5 separate regions of the Mus musculus genome follow, and regions 1, 3, 4 and 5 are each linked to region 2. The links are chromatin contacts, called in public HiCAR-type and promoter capture Hi-C maps. All regions are on one chromosome and are shown on one strand. Each heading gives the region's core, a stretch centred on a gene start, on an enhancer-like site or on the middle of the called end of the contact. The rest is flanking DNA. Distances are from core to core; before and after follow the strand shown. Region 1 holds the start of Kcnk6 (potassium inwardly-rectifying channel, subfamily K, member 6). Region 2 holds the start of Alkbh6 (alkB homolog 6). Region 3 holds the start of Plekhg2 (pleckstrin homology domain containing, family G (with RhoGef domain) member 2). Region 4 holds the start of Eif3k (eukaryotic translation initiation factor 3, subunit K). Region 5 holds the start of Sirt2 (sirtuin 2).

Evidence for each region. Promoter capture Hi-C pulls out the DNA fragments that hold promoters and counts their contacts. HiCAR-type assays count read pairs that join an accessible place to other places. Capture Hi-C pulls out chosen DNA fragments and counts their contacts.
Region 1: a promoter capture Hi-C map of hematopoietic stem and progenitor cells shows a contact between it and region 2. The contact joins the promoter of Kcnk6 here to the promoter of Alkbh6 in region 2.
Region 3: a promoter capture Hi-C map of liver shows a contact between it and region 2, with 4 times the contacts expected there. The contact joins the promoter of Plekhg2 here to the promoter of Alkbh6 in region 2. A contact is called at or near these places in 2 of 39 promoter capture datasets (cranial neural crest and second pharyngeal arch cranial neural crest), 1 of 484 Hi-C or Micro-C datasets (B cells), 4 of 115 datasets of contacts at active chromatin or transcription factors (astrocytes, bone marrow-derived dendritic cells, embryonic forebrain and 1 more) and 1 of 9 other capture datasets (liver).
Region 4: a contact with region 2 is called in a promoter capture Hi-C map of cranial neural crest. The contact joins the promoter of Eif3k here to the promoter of Alkbh6 in region 2. A contact is called at or near these places in 2 of 39 promoter capture datasets (cranial neural crest and liver), 1 of 115 datasets of contacts at active chromatin or transcription factors (large pre-B cells) and 1 of 9 other capture datasets (liver).
Region 5: a HiCAR-type map of astrocytes shows a contact between it and region 2, with 2.7 times the contacts expected there. The contact joins the promoter of Sirt2 here to the promoter of Alkbh6 in region 2.

Annotation. Positions count from the first base shown.
Region 1 is chr7:29,231,139-29,233,838 of GRCm38.p6, reverse strand. Kcnk6 (potassium inwardly-rectifying channel, subfamily K, member 6) reads left to right here and starts at 1,317. Exons shown (of 3, transcript NM_001033525.3): 1 at 1,317-1,677. The coding sequence starts at 1,356.
Region 2 is chr7:30,307,353-30,310,057 of GRCm38.p6, reverse strand. Alkbh6 (alkB homolog 6) reads right to left here and starts at 1,305. Exons shown (of 7, transcript NM_198027.3): 1 at 1,224-1,305; 2 at 499-577; 3 at 4-72. The coding sequence starts at 552. It overlaps Clip3 (CAP-GLY domain containing linker protein 3), which reads right to left. Exons shown (of 14, transcript NM_001360763.1): 14 at 1,691-2,705.
Region 3 is chr7:28,371,262-28,374,155 of GRCm38.p6, reverse strand. It overlaps Plekhg2 (pleckstrin homology domain containing, family G (with RhoGef domain) member 2), which reads left to right and starts at 1,494. Exons shown (of 19, transcript NM_138752.2): 1 at 1,494-2,296. It overlaps n-TIaat16 (a tRNA gene), which reads right to left and starts at 1,157; the gene lies at 1,063-1,157.
Region 4 is chr7:28,980,557-28,983,256 of GRCm38.p6, reverse strand. Eif3k (eukaryotic translation initiation factor 3, subunit K) reads left to right here and starts at 1,369. Exons shown (of 8, transcript NM_028659.3): 1 at 1,369-1,583. The coding sequence starts at 1,525. Map4k1 (mitogen-activated protein kinase kinase kinase kinase 1) reads right to left here and starts at 403. Exons shown (of 32, transcript NM_008279.2): 1 at 203-403; 2 at 1-42. The coding sequence starts at 301.
Region 5 is chr7:28,765,372-28,768,071 of GRCm38.p6, reverse strand. It overlaps Sirt2 (sirtuin 2), which reads right to left and starts at 1,320. Exons shown (of 16, transcript NM_022432.4): 1 at 1,205-1,320; 2 at 394-440. The coding sequence starts at 1,220. It overlaps Nfkbib (nuclear factor of kappa light polypeptide gene enhancer in B cells inhibitor, beta), which reads left to right and starts at 1,428. Exons shown (of 6, transcript NM_001306222.1): 1 at 1,428-1,828. The coding sequence starts at 1,650.

The DNA of each region.
Region 1 (2,700 bases), core at 68-2,567, 1.1 Mb after region 2:
GAGCACTGAGTCCACGTCATAGAGGGACGTGAGGGGACCTACAGGAGAAAAATAAGGGAAACCCTGCTTTCAGTTTTACCTATTAATTTACTATTGAGACAATGTCTCACTTTGTCACCCTGGCTGACCTGGAACTCCCTCTGTAGAGCAAGCTTCCCTCACAGAGCGATCCATCTGCCTCTGTCTCTGCCTCCCAAGTGCTGGGATTAAAGAAGTGAGCCACCCCCTAGGCTACTTACTAGTTTGTTGTTGGTTTTTGTTTTGTTTTGAGACGGGGCTTTGCTGCTCTACCTTTAACTTTTCTAATGTACGTAGGAACATCTCAGCCTCCAGGAAAAGGGAGTCCCTACCCTGGATATAGATATATACATATCTATATACATATCTATATCCAGGTCATCTGCAGAAGCAACTAATACTCTTAGCTATTCTCTCCAGCCACTCCACCACACCTTTTGAGACAGGTATTCACTAGGTAGCCCAGGTTGGCCTGGAGCCGGTGATGGCCCAGTCTATTGCTCAAATGTTAAGGTTATTATGTGCAAGCCACCACAACCACATCCGAAATTTATTTGCTCATTTTTGTGTGTGTTCTGTGTTTCTTGAGACTGTGTCCTACTATGTAGCCCTGGAACTTACTATGTACACAGGCTGGCTTGAACTCAGAAATATAGCTGCCTCTGCCTCCTGAGTGCTGGATAAAAGGGGTGCGCCACCATGAAAGTAAGCAATGTATTGTTTATTTATTGAGACAGAGGTCTTCCAACAATGCCCCCTGACTCCTGGTCAATTATTCCGAAATCGTAGGCCCCTCCCACCCACCCACAACTTATCCCACGTCTTAGTGCCTCAAGCAAACACTGGGTACAGTGCAGAGGCAGGCAGATTTCTAAGTTCCAGGCCATCCTGGTCTACAGAGTGAGACAGGACAGCCAGGGCTACACAGAGAAACCCTGTCTCGAGAAAAAAAAAAAAAAAAAAAAAAAGGTTACAAACAGAAAGCTCCCACTTCGGAGGAGAGTTTCAGATCTGAGTTAAGGAGTCGCGAGGAGGAGAGTTGCAAGGAACTTCAGGCAGGAAAGGACTCCGCAGCCCTTCCCATCCCATTTGACTCCCCGATCCCGGAGCGTCGAACTCCACCCTCCGGTGTCCCTGTACCTACACCAGGTGTTTGGGCGTGCCTCAGTTTCCCAGCGTCAGGGCGTTCCGCCAGCCCCGCTCCTCCCCCTTTTTCCTTTTCCTCTTCCTCTTCGGGGCGTCGGTGGCCGCGCCTGGAGCTCCCGGAACTAAAAGCGGACCTCGGGCGGTGGGCCGGCGGGGGCCACGTCAGCGGGTGTCGGGGCTGTACGGGCACCATGCGGCGGGGCGCGCTCCTGGCTAGCGCCCTGGCCGCCTACGCCGGGTACCTGGCGCTGGGCGCGCTGCTTGTGGCGCGGCTGGAGCGGCCTCACGAAGCCCGGCTGCGGGCAGAACTGGGGACCCTGCGGGAGCAGCTGCTACAGCACAGCCCGTGCGTGGCGGCTCACGCCCTGGATGCCTTCGTGGAGCGGGTGCTGGCGGCCGGACGGCTGGGGCGCGCAGCGCTCGCCAACGCCTCGGGAGCTGCCAACGCTTCGGACCCTGCGTGGGACTTCGCCTCGGCGCTCTTCTTCGCCAGCACGCTTGTCACCACCGTGGGTAAGTGAGTGCTATCCATCACCCAGTCCCAGATAGTGTCCGGACCCCTTAACATACACCTTCATCCCAATCGTCCTGGTGCTCTCAGAACAACCTCCATTCCCAACTGACCCACACTGGCCACAGCTGCCTCATTTGGAGAGCCCTCGTACTACACACCCCAGTTCCCTTGGAATACTTTCTCAGACAGCATCCCCTTTGGTGCCTTTTTGTTTGGTTTTGAGATAGCATGTACCTTTAGGCGCAGGTTGGCTTGGAATTTCATCCTCCTGTCTCAGCCTCCTAAATGCTGGGATTACAGGTGTGGGTCACCAGCCTGGCTCACTCTTGTCTTAATCCTAGGATTATCATAGATGATTGGCAAGGGCCTTGGTAGGGCTTTCCTTGGGTGTCTAACCTCGGGGGCTGTGTTACAATAGGGCTGGCACACCATCTCTTCCAGCCTTGTCTTCTGGCTCCAGATAGGTCCTTTCTGGAACAGCCCACTTTAACTTCCTCCTGAACTCAGTGCCCCAGTGAACTGTGAGTTGAACTCAGGCCTTCATGCATGCTAGTCAGTAATAGCAGGGCAACATTACTGGAGGTCTGTCTTCTAGGAAGAGACCTTAGCCTGACCTGAGACCGGTTCTAGGATCCCTTCCGCTTTGGGCACTCTCCAGCAAGATCCCTGGTCCGGGGACTAACAGACTGACTGAAGGTCCCCCCCTCCCCCCCTCTCCTGGACTTCCTACTCTAACACAGGGCTCCTCCACCCATCTTTACACCTCCCCTGAGTTGTTGGGATTCTCCCAATGTTTTCCACTCTAGACTCAGATTCCTGGATCAGCAGCTCCTACAGCGGGCTGTAAGAATGGCGCGAACCCAGAGCGTCCTCAAGGAAGAACCATTGGCTGATTGGCTGTCCCGCTTGAAATCCTCCAAGTTGAGACTCCTACCCCTAACTACCTCCAGCAAAACCTCTTGCTCTTTTCTTTTTTCTTTTTTTTCTTTTCTTTTTTTTTTCTCTTCTTTCTTTCTTTCTTT
Region 2 (2,705 bases), core at 56-2,555:
TACCTGTCGAAGCAAATATTCCTCTTCTTCCTTGGAGATGAAGTCAGGGACATAGTAGATTAGAGGTGGCGCCTATAAAATTAAGAACTACCGTTGGGACAGTGGTTCTCAACCTGTGGGTCGCGACCCCCTGCTGACCATCACGAAGTACAGACCTTTACATTATGATTCATAAAATAGTTATGAAGTAGCAACAAAGATAATTTTATAGTGGAGGGGAGAATCACCACAACATGAGGAACTATATTAAAGGGTCCCAGCGCTAGCAAGGTTAAGAACAGCTTTGCCCAACACAGGGATCCTATCGTGACTGGGCAACCTTTCCCTTTGGAGAGAGACTTGGGATGGCCTATGAAACTGCATATTGGAAGTGGGGCAGCCGGCTATACTCTGAGGAGAGCTGGGGCAGTCCAACCAAGAGACCCAGGAATGAGTCTGTCACTCCACCCACCTCACACCCATCGTTCCCACATTCCTCTACACCCCAGCCTTTTCAACCTGTTCCACCCTGAAAGGTTCCAGTGCTGGGACCCTGGCGTCCTGCTCCTCCATGGATACCAACTCCTTGTGCGCCGTCCTGTGGGGAGGAGGAAGTCACTAAGCCTCCTATCTTCAAGCTGTGACCAGCCTTCCTTCCAGCCCATTAGGGGCCAGACCCTACCCTCAGACTTCCTATAAACTCCAATCTTCAACGCTGGAGTCTTCAGTTTCTCAAAGCCACCCGAAGATCACTCCCCGTCCCGCGACCCCCATTTCCCAGCCCGGATATCAGCAGTCAGTAAAATCCTCCATCGCTCTGTCCACCGTTGCCCACCAAAGTATACGTGAATCTTCTTCCCAAGCATCACAGAGAACGCGCCCACACATGAAGCCTCTCTCGAATGCAATCGTAAGCACAGGTCCCTCCGAGCCTAAAGACCCTCCCTCCTCTCACCTCGGCTCCTTCACATCTCCCATTCTGAGCTTTCTCAGACTTGTCCACTCCCAGCTTCCTCTTATCTCCCCACTCAGAACCCACTTCAGCACCCTCAGATCTGAGCCAGATTGCCAAAGTTTCTTCCCCTGTAGAACCTCTCAGACCCTGAGTGTCAGGATTCCACACTGAGCCCCCTAGAGCTCTCACCCTGAGTCGCCTTAGACCTCCACATTCAGTCCTTTGGACACTCACTCCTACCGCTCCCCCCGTCCCCAAGACTCCCCTCTCTCCCCAAAATAAATCTGACCGTCTACAGCGTCTTCTCGGATATCCAGACTCAACGCGCGCATCCTCGCACGCCCCCCCTGCCACTTCCGCCAAGCATTACTGACGCAGGAAGGTTTAGACCACTGGGCATACTCAGAGAACCTAAGGGCCCGCCCTCCAGCCTATCCACGCTCTCACTCAGCATCCGCCATCCTCGCTCAGGCATAGGTTGTGTCCTAAACTCAGGCGGGACTTCGCCTGGTTCCTACCAATCAGTACTCCAGAACCTAACAGACCTGCGTGTCCTTGTGGACTCAGTTGAGACCCACAGCGAGGGCGACTGCAGGAAAGGAGCGTGAAGGGCTTAGCCTTCTGCAGGTCAAGTTGTAAGTCCTATGTCACTGACACAGGGACAGGACATTAAACAAACAAACAAACCTTCTGCCATTCTTACCCAGCAAGGGCACAGGGTCAATGCAGTAACCCCCCAGTGACCTGACACAAGAAGGCCATAGAAACGTCTTTATTGAAGAGGACAGGAGTCATGCTGATTTTAGGGACATGCAGTGAAGGGGCAGTCGTGAGCTGTCCTTGGTGGTCAGGGCCCCAGGTCTGCTCTGGACCTATGGGGCCCTCAGGTTCTCCCGCAGGCTGTTGGTCTGGCCCAGGAGCTGTGAAGTCCTTTGGGGCCAATGACTCAGATTTAGTGTCTTGGACCTGTGACCGGAAGGTAGATTGAAGTAGGGACTCCATGACTTGGGGTCCTGTTAGAGCCCTGGGGCCCTGCACATATTAGTAATCAGAGATTTGGGACTTGGGGGTTCCCTTGAAGCTGGGGCCCATGGAATTTGGAGGTTGAGAGATTAGATGATCCATGGACTAAGAGTATTAGAGTCCTCTATCCTTGTTCCAAAGATGGGACTTCCTGTTTGGGGTCTCCTGGTGCCTGGGAGTCAGGTTTGAGATGCCCTGAGAGCCTGGCAACAGGGTCCTTCCTCCCAGTCCTTAGGACCTTGTAGTTGGGGTTTCCTGAGGGCTTGGGATTGGGGTCTTAAGTTTGGGATTCCCTGGGGATTTGAAGATTCTGTTACTTGGGTAGGGAAGTCCTGGGAATTAGAAATTTGGGGTCTTCTAGAGATCGTGGGGCTTGGAGGGATGGGAAATTTGGGGACATATATAATATATATTCTCTCTGGAATTTGAACTCCCCAGAGTTCTAGAATGGGGCCTCCAAATTTGGGGATTTCCCCCCAAAGGGGGGAAGTTATCACTTTAAAAAATAGAGAATTTTCTGGGAGCCTTGGCCAGCACAGGGACTGTGGGCCATGTGGGGTGGGCTTCATACAAGGCACTGGGGGTTTCTCAGGGTACAGAGGGCAGGAAGACTTGCTGTCCTGTAATTCATGCTTCCAGGACGGTTTTGGTGTTTGTAAATTGGGGTGAGTGGGCCGACTAAGTGGGTGTCTTGTTCAGGGGTGAGAACAGGGACTTAAGTGAATGGGGGGCATCTCTGATAAGGAGA
Region 3 (2,894 bases), core at 245-2,744, 1.9 Mb after region 2:
CTCCACGAACACACCCATCTTCAGCCTTAGAGTGTTATCTGGAACATCTCTCTGGTGTTCCCATGGCTCCTTCCCCTCCTCCAGGTGTCTGTCTGTTCAAAGATCTCCCCTGGGGCCGGAGAGATGGATCAGCAGTTAAGAACACTGGCGGCTCTGACAGAGCACCTGGTTTGATTCCCTGCACCATAACCCTCTGAAACTGCAGTTCCAGGGGATCTGCCGCCCTCCTCCAGTCTCTTTGGACACCAAGCATGAACATGGTACACAGACACACTTGCAGGCCAAACACCCATACACATAAAATAAAAACAGTCCATCCATGACAGCTATGATAATCTGCATCCCACCCTACTTATCCATACTTATCAGTAGCTAATCTAACGATACAGTTACACTCCCAGATGGTGAGGGAGCCAGGAGTTTAGGCCAGTCTGGGTAACATAGGGAAAGTCAAATTTTAAAAAAAAGTACTTAATTCGTAGACTTTCAGTACTCAGTCTCCTTAGTAAAAAGTCAAGTCCTCAGAGACAGAGGATACAGTTCCTAGTGAGTGGTCAGTAAAAAAAAAAAAAAAAAAAAAAAAAATCTGTTCAGAAACCTGTAGAAGACAAATATCCATAAAGAGTGTGTTGTAAGCATCCATCCATCCCTGGGATCTGAGATTTGGATTTTATCTGACGCCCAGGCCATCTAATAAGAGACGTTATTGCCCTCTGGCGACCAGAATAGAAACTGCAACTTTGGGACTGTTCCACAGACCATTGCAAAAAATTCACAAAGAAATGTTCATTCTTCAAAAATTCTGTAGTTTCCGGGTACAGTGACGCACGTCTTTAATACCAGTACTAGGGAGGCAGAGGCAGAGGCAGAGGCAGTGGCAGGCGCTCTCTGTGAGTTCGAGGCCAGCCCGGTCTACATAATGACTTCCAGACCAGCCAGAGAGTTACATGGTGAGACCCTGTCTCAAACAAGCCAAAACATTTGATTGAAATTATAAAATGTGAAGACTTCTAAACTGATGAGAGAACACCAGAAAAGAGGTAGATGAGTTAAAAAAAGAAGTGCTCCAGGTGAGGATCGAACTCACAACCTCGGCATCGCTTACGCCTAGCACTGACATATAAGTACCGCGCGCTAACCGATTGCGCCACTGGAGCTCCGGCCGCACCCTCGCGCCACAAAGTCCTTCAGTCAGTTGTAGTCGCAGGACTTTGTTGAACGGCTCGGCCCAACATTGCATATGCAAATATAAAGCCCGCCGATCGACCAATAAGAACAAGAGTGTGAGACTATTCCAGATTCTCACGCCTCCTGGGCCCTTGCTGTAAAAGGTAAAAAGTCCTCCCGGCTCTAGGCTCTTGGAATGTGGGCGGTGACTCGCCGTTGGAACCGCTTGCTTGCAATTATTCAGAGTAGGGGGCGGGGATTTTAAAAGCCTTTACGGGAGGGCGTGCCGGAAGGCGGCCCCTCCCCCCAGCAGGCGGGAACAGGATGTGAGCCGCGGCGGCGGCAAAGGGGAGGAGAAGCCTTGGGCGGCCGCCCCCCGCCCCACATCTGGGACCCGACTCTCCCCGCCCCAGATGCGGCGTTGCCGCTGCCCCCAGAGCCCCAGGACACTCATCCCGGAGCCCGAGGCGTTCATAGTCTTGGGCCCAGGCGTCCGGGAACTCTGTCCCGCGTTTTAAGAGACCCGCAAGTCCCGGCTCCCGCAGAGGGGCCGGGACCTCTGATGTCCAGCGCCCCCTCCTGGAGGAGCCCGGGGCTCGGGAAGTCAGCCCCGAGGCTGGAGGCCCGTCCCGTACCCGGCTTCGAAGACCGTAGGATCTGTGGCCGTGCATCCTTCCCACGGGGTCCCAACTCTGAGTCCAAGACCCCCTCCTGGAGCCACTTGGGGACAGGACCTCGCGCCTCGACTTAGGGCTGCAGCATCCATCACCTCCAGGAGACCGAGGAGTTAGCCAGTCCTTGCGGTCCCTCCCGGAGGTGACTTCACTCCTGCCCCTCGGGTTCTGGAAACTCTGGAATCCCGGTGCTCCCGACAACACACAGCCCTACCTAGAAGACTGAGGAGTTTGGGTCCCCAGCGCCCTGGTCTGAGACTCGAGTAGAGGGTTGCAGCATCTTCTATTTAGAACACCGAGACTTCGGACTCCGGATCCCAACTCTCCCCGGATTCTGGAGTCCGAGAACCCCAAGTTCACGACCTTAAGTCTGGGTTGTGAGCCTCCCCAGGGATCGCGCGTTACGGTCCAGACGCGCGGGACTCCCGACCCCAAGGCCCGTGGCTCCCCGGGAGGTGAGGGGAGCGAGGGGCCCGGGGCTGGGGGAGGGGGCGGCGCCGAAGCGGAACAATGAGGGGGCGTGCCGGCGGGGGGTAGCGGAGGCGCCGGCTGGAGTTGGGGGCTGCAACTGCACAGGGGAGAATCCAACGGTGGGGACCGCGGTTGGGGCGCCGAGGGACCGACTGGAGCTGGGTGGAGGACTCGGGGCCAGCGCCCCAGTACGCCGTCTTGGGCGGGGTAAGGAACAGTCTGTAGGACCCTGGCATCCGGTCCCCCAGCCTCCGCCCTCCCCTGGGACCCCGCGGCCTCTCCCGCCCACGGTTTTTCCCAGCCCTGCCCCTCGCCCTCAGCTTCAGCCTGAGCCTGAGAGTTCCCAGGATCCCTGAGCCTTGGGAGGGGGGCCCCCAGACAGATGGGACTTGCAGACTCAGGCACTTTTGCTGTCTTCGTTCTTTGTCTCAACCTTTTTCCATCTTTGGCTTGTATTCTCAGCCCCTTCTTCCTGTCACTTTGTATCTTCTTGGGGCCCCTCCTTGAGTTTAGATCAGCTTCCAGCACCCTATCTGTGAGTAGGAGCGGCCGAGAGACCGGTGAAGTCTAGTTCCCAAGAAG
Region 4 (2,700 bases), core at 120-2,619, 1.3 Mb after region 2:
CATCTTCAAAGCCACCAGGTCCTTAGACACCTTGTCGCGAGCCTTGTAAAGGGGAAGTTGGTCATCAGGCAGACTCCATAGCTTGCCATCCTCAGCATCTCTGAACCAAGGCCAAGGCCTGGCATTCTCTTACACTCCTGCTTGCCAGCCTCTCCCCAACTATCCCAGGGTTGTGGTGGAGGAGACAGAAGGGCTTTCTCACCTTGAATACTTCTCCATAAGTTCCACCACCCAGTCGTTGCAGTAGATCATAGTGTTCTCGAGGGTCCTTATTAAAAATGTCGGGGTCCACAAGGGCCATTCCTGGAGGCCGGGGCTGGGCCAGTGCCCAGGGGGCCAACAGGGCCTCAGGGTTCAAGCTTTGGTATTACCTTCTGTCTCCACACAAGTCCTGGGCCCGCCTTGACTCTGTGGGCTGTGGCCTTCCCCCTCCCCACTCTCGCTTCCTGCCCCAGCTGCAGGGCTGTGCAGAGGGCTGCACAGAGGGCTCCACCCCCGTCCCCTGGGTTCTGAGAGTTTGATCGCCTTGGGACCCATGGGACTCCCCTTTACCCACTGAAGGACACTATGTAAATAAGATGCAAAAGTTCTTAAATGCAACCTGGGGCTGACCTAGCACCCTCTCCCCAACACTCTATTTTGGGAGGAGTCATAGGTTACGGTTGAACCTCTGCTGGGTTCTTGAAGATCTGGAATCAAGCCAGAGGTTGCAGGTCTGCACAAAGCTGGCTAGGTTTCACAGAAGACCTGTTTACTCGTGACACATGCATGTGACTTAAGTGACAGCTGAGCTCAGGGCACCTGCCCGCATGGCACATGTCTGTGCAACGCTTCAAACGTGTAGGGAATCTGTGGCAGACGTGGAACACTTGTTAGTAGCCCCTACGCAGAGCCGATGGAGACTACAGGTGTCTTTTGCCTTCCCGGCCTCCTAACAGCACTGTAGCAGTACGGAACCGAGTGGGGACCAGCGAGGAAGTGAAGATACATACAAGATGCTGTCTCAGGCACCCAAGTCGGAGACAAGAAGGGCTTCAGAGAGCATCTCCCACCCGACTAAACTCAAAGAAAAGGAAACAGCAACCCTTCACGGGGCTAAACGCTTAAGGCTACGCATGCGTAGAGAAAATAAAGTCTCCTTTCCCCGTACAACTCCAGCGCACGCGCGTCAGAAGCTTAAGTACTAAGTTTGCGCGGCCCGGGAAAAGCTTAGCCCGCCTCCTGGCGCCTGCGTAGTAAGGCAGACTAAACCTTTTCTCACGCTATTGGTCTCTTTTAAGTGAGCTCATTGCGCATGCGCAAGTTACAACTGCTGGAAGGAAATCACGTGGTAGACAAAAAAAAAAAAAAAAAAAAACAACCGGCGCTGGTGCTGAAAGCGCCTTTCCCTTTGCCTTCCTTGTAGGAGCTGGAGGGAGGGTGTGACGCAGGTTCCGCTTCCTACACCTCTCTTCCGGTCCTCTAGTGCTAAGCACCGTGCCTGGTGTTCGACTCCAGCTGAGGCTGCCGAAGGCAACAGTGATCATGGCGATGTTTGAGCAGATGAGAGCGAACGTGGGCAAGTTGCTCAAGGGTATCGACAGGTCTGAATTCCGCTGAAGGGCGCTCTCTGGCCAAGCGGGGTGGAGAAGACGGGGAGCCAGCCAGGGGTGGCCAGGGCTCCACGCTCCTCCAGAGATGGAGTTTCTCCAAGTTTCTCTCCGTCCCTCAACTTTACCTTTTCTGCTGCCACAGACTCCCGGTGTCTTTTAGTCTCTTCCTTCTCTGTCCTTGTGGACCATCCTACATAGTGTTTTCTGATGTCTATTTGGCCAGTGGGGACCGGAGGTGATGGAAACGGGAACCGGTCCTGCGTTCCTGGACTTAGGTTCCCATTCCATCCTGGCGACAACCCCATTCAGCAGATAGTGACAATAAGGAGCGATCAGGGCCTGGTCAGGTCAAGCCACGTATTGAGATAGGCAGGAGAGGATGGAACTGGGTCAGAACGGGATCGAAGAGAAGGTGTTCAGGAAAACATACGGGCTGCAGAGACTGACTGAGGTTGGAGGCATCCTAGACATGACCAGGGGCTCAAGTAGGGCTAGCTAGAGGCCCATGTTAGGAAAAACATTTACTGGATGTTGTACAGTTAATTGATCAGCTATCTGGGTAGTTCCAGTGGGTGGGACTAACTTATTTATTTTAAGATCGAATGAATGTAATAAAGCTTCCTACAGATTTATTTAAAAAGAAAATAGCAAAGTGAGGAATATCCCATGGCCAGAATAAAAGCTGTAGGAAGAAGAGAGTGATTTCAGGTTAACAAATTACAGTGGTCCCTAAGGACTAGCCTCTGTTCTTCTCTTTGTTTACTCATGTCTGTCTGTGTAGTTATCTCCCTATCTTCCCCCCCCCTTTTTTTGTTTGTTTGTTTGTTTGTTTTTTGAGACAGGGTTTCTCTGTGTAGCCCTGGCTGTCCTGGAACTCACTCTGTAGACTAGGCTGGTCTCGAACTCAGAAATCCGCCTGCCTCTGCCTCCCAAGTGCTGGGACTAAAGGCGTGCGCCACCACTGCTCGGCTCCCTTTTTCCTTTTGAGACAGGTTTTCACTATTAATTGCAGACTAGCTTCAAACTTGCAATCCTCCTGTCCTGCCTCAGCCTCCTAGGTGCTGGGATGAAAGGCATGTAACCACTGTGCCAGGCTGTTCACCCATCT
Region 5 (2,700 bases), core at 71-2,570, 1.5 Mb after region 2:
GGGGGCTGGCACCACACCCAGCTTCGATACTTTTATAACGTGCCCTATAGGGTCCTTTCCCCCACCTCATAGGATCTGAGTTTGCGGATTGAACTGGAAAACCGTCTCTTTCAGGTCCAGCACAAATGAGGTTCAGAAGGGGCTGAGGATGGGATGGGCAACAGTAGGAAACGAGGACGATATGGAAGGGAACCAGGGGTTGAGGCTATACATTTTCCTTGACAGTCCCAAGAAGCCACCATTCTCCCAGGAGATTGTACTAATCCCCAGATGGGCTTGGGGATCAGGGCCATAAGCCAAGGGCCCTTGGGTAAAAGCCTTCCCTTGCCACCTCCCCCCAGTGCGGCACGTGGAACCAAGTCTCTCCTTCCCTCCACCCCTTCCCCATCTCACCTGAGCCTCCTGCACCTTCCCTGCCTGGGTCTCCAGAGGGTCAGAGGCTGGGGAGGAGGGGAGCAGACGTGGTTACAGTGCGGGGAAAGAGTTAAGCAGAAGGGCTCACAATGGTGGAGGACAAGAGGACCCACCAACCTAATTATTTCAGAGTCAGGGATGGTAGTAAAACTATCGGAGATGGGAAAAGGCATATTTTAGAGTGGAGGTATGTGTGACGTGAAAAGGCTGAGGAGGGGAATCTTTAGGAGGAGAAAGCAGGCGAGACTGGACTGAAGGAAGGTTTCAGAGTTAAGCAGGATATGGTAGCATGTGCGAGTCGAGAGAATGAGGGAGGGCTAAGTTTTTCAAGAGACGTAAGTAGGGATACTTCTGCTGAGAGTTGAGTGTGGGAGAGGAGATGCAGTGAAGGTAGGAGGTTTAGGAGAGGCACAAGAACTGAAGGAATGAGATAGTAAGGGGCCACAGGGGTCCCCGGAACCCATCCTACAGTTGCCCTTAACAACAGACAACCTTAGCAACCGGGATAGTGGTAACTTTGGTCCTTAGCAACGAGGGTCCTCAGCAGCCAAAGTACGAGAAATGCGATCATTAAGAACTTGACAATCGGACCCTTACATTTCACAATCCAGAAACCAACCAACCTAGTAATACGGACCACTTAGCAACACCCCTCCGAATCCCACTCCCTTCAGGTAGATCCTGTCTCCCGCCCCACCGAGCCTACCCTCGGGCCCCGGGGCCTGCAGCCCAAAGCCAGGCCCCGGCGCGGCCCGACCCTCCCACCCTCCCAACAGGGCCCCTAACTCACGGTCCGGCTCGGCCATGGGAACGGGGTGGGGGCCCTCGGGACTGTCACCGACTGCTCTGTCCCGTGACGGCAGCGGAAACAAGAAGAGGCCGAGATAGGATAGAGAACTACAACTCCCGGCAGGCAATGCGATCCCCATAACCGCTTTCGTACAATGTGCCTCTCATGTTATCAAACTACAAATCCCAAAAAGCCTGGCGCCGGCGGCCATATTGATAAAGGGCGTCTGGAAAATGTGGGGAAACTCAGCGAGCGAATGTCCACCTCATTTTTCTGATTGGCTGTGGTGCAGTACAGGGGCGGGGTGTAGCTATTTAAAACATTTTGATTGGGTATATGAGGGGGCGTGTTGGGGAATTCCCGATAGGGCGGAAGCACTGGAGCTCATCGCAGAGCCCAGCGACAGGCAGGCGACCACAGGGGGCCACCCGAGGTGGCTGGGGCCATGGCCGGGGTCGCGTGCTTGGGGAAAACTGCGGATGCCGATGAATGGTGCGACAGCGGCCTGGGCTCTCTAGGTCCCGACGCAGCGGCTCCCGGAGGACCAGGTCTGGGCGCAGAGCTTGGCCCAGAGCTGTCGTGGGCGCCCTTAGTCTTTGGCTACGTCACTGAGGATGGGGACACGTGAGTAAACCTTAAATTACTAGACTGAGCCCTGGGATCTTACCTGAGTCCCCTTTAGCCTACGATTCCTGTGACTTCGTATCGTCTCGTTCCTAACTCTTGATTTCCGATGCTGGACTTCCTGGCCCTTAACCCCCAAACACTAAATTGTGAGACTGGTACGCTTTCACACAGTCAAGTGTCTCACCTTTTTTGAACTCTATAAATTTGAGCTCCTGATCCCCAAATCGGATCTGAACCTTTCCGACCACTCTAGTTCCCACATCTTCTTACCTCTTACTTCCAGATGTAGTCTTTGGTCTTTGGCTATTCTTGTATAAGCCAGATTTTGATTTCAAAACTAGTTCTTGGCCCTGAGTCTCTGAAGCTGACACGTCCAGTATTGACCCTGCAGTTAAGAAATTGAGCTGGTGGGTGTCATGGCTCTCACAGCACTTGGAAGGCAAAGGCAGGTGGATCTCTGTGAATTTGAGGCCACCTGATTGAGTTCCCTGCCAGCCAGAGCTACATAAGATGTAGAAACTCTATTCTATGAGGCTAGATTCATCTGTTAGCCAAATGCTTCTCCCAAACTACCACCTTCCAATCCCTGGTTTTAGTTTAGCTGAGTGTGATGGTACACACTTGTCATTCTGGCACTCGAGGGGCTGAGGCAGGAGGATCACTAGTCCGAGGACAGCCTGGAAGGACCCAGTATCAAAAAGGAGGGAAGAGGAAAAGGAGGAGAGGGTGACTGAAAAAAGGTTAAAGAGTAGGAAATGTTGATTAGTAGATAAGCTGGGGAGAAGGGATGGTTGTGGTGACGGCGTGCATTAAGGGATTGTACCCGGGATTTTCTTGTCCTTTGTGCTTATTGCGTATGCCCAGTGACT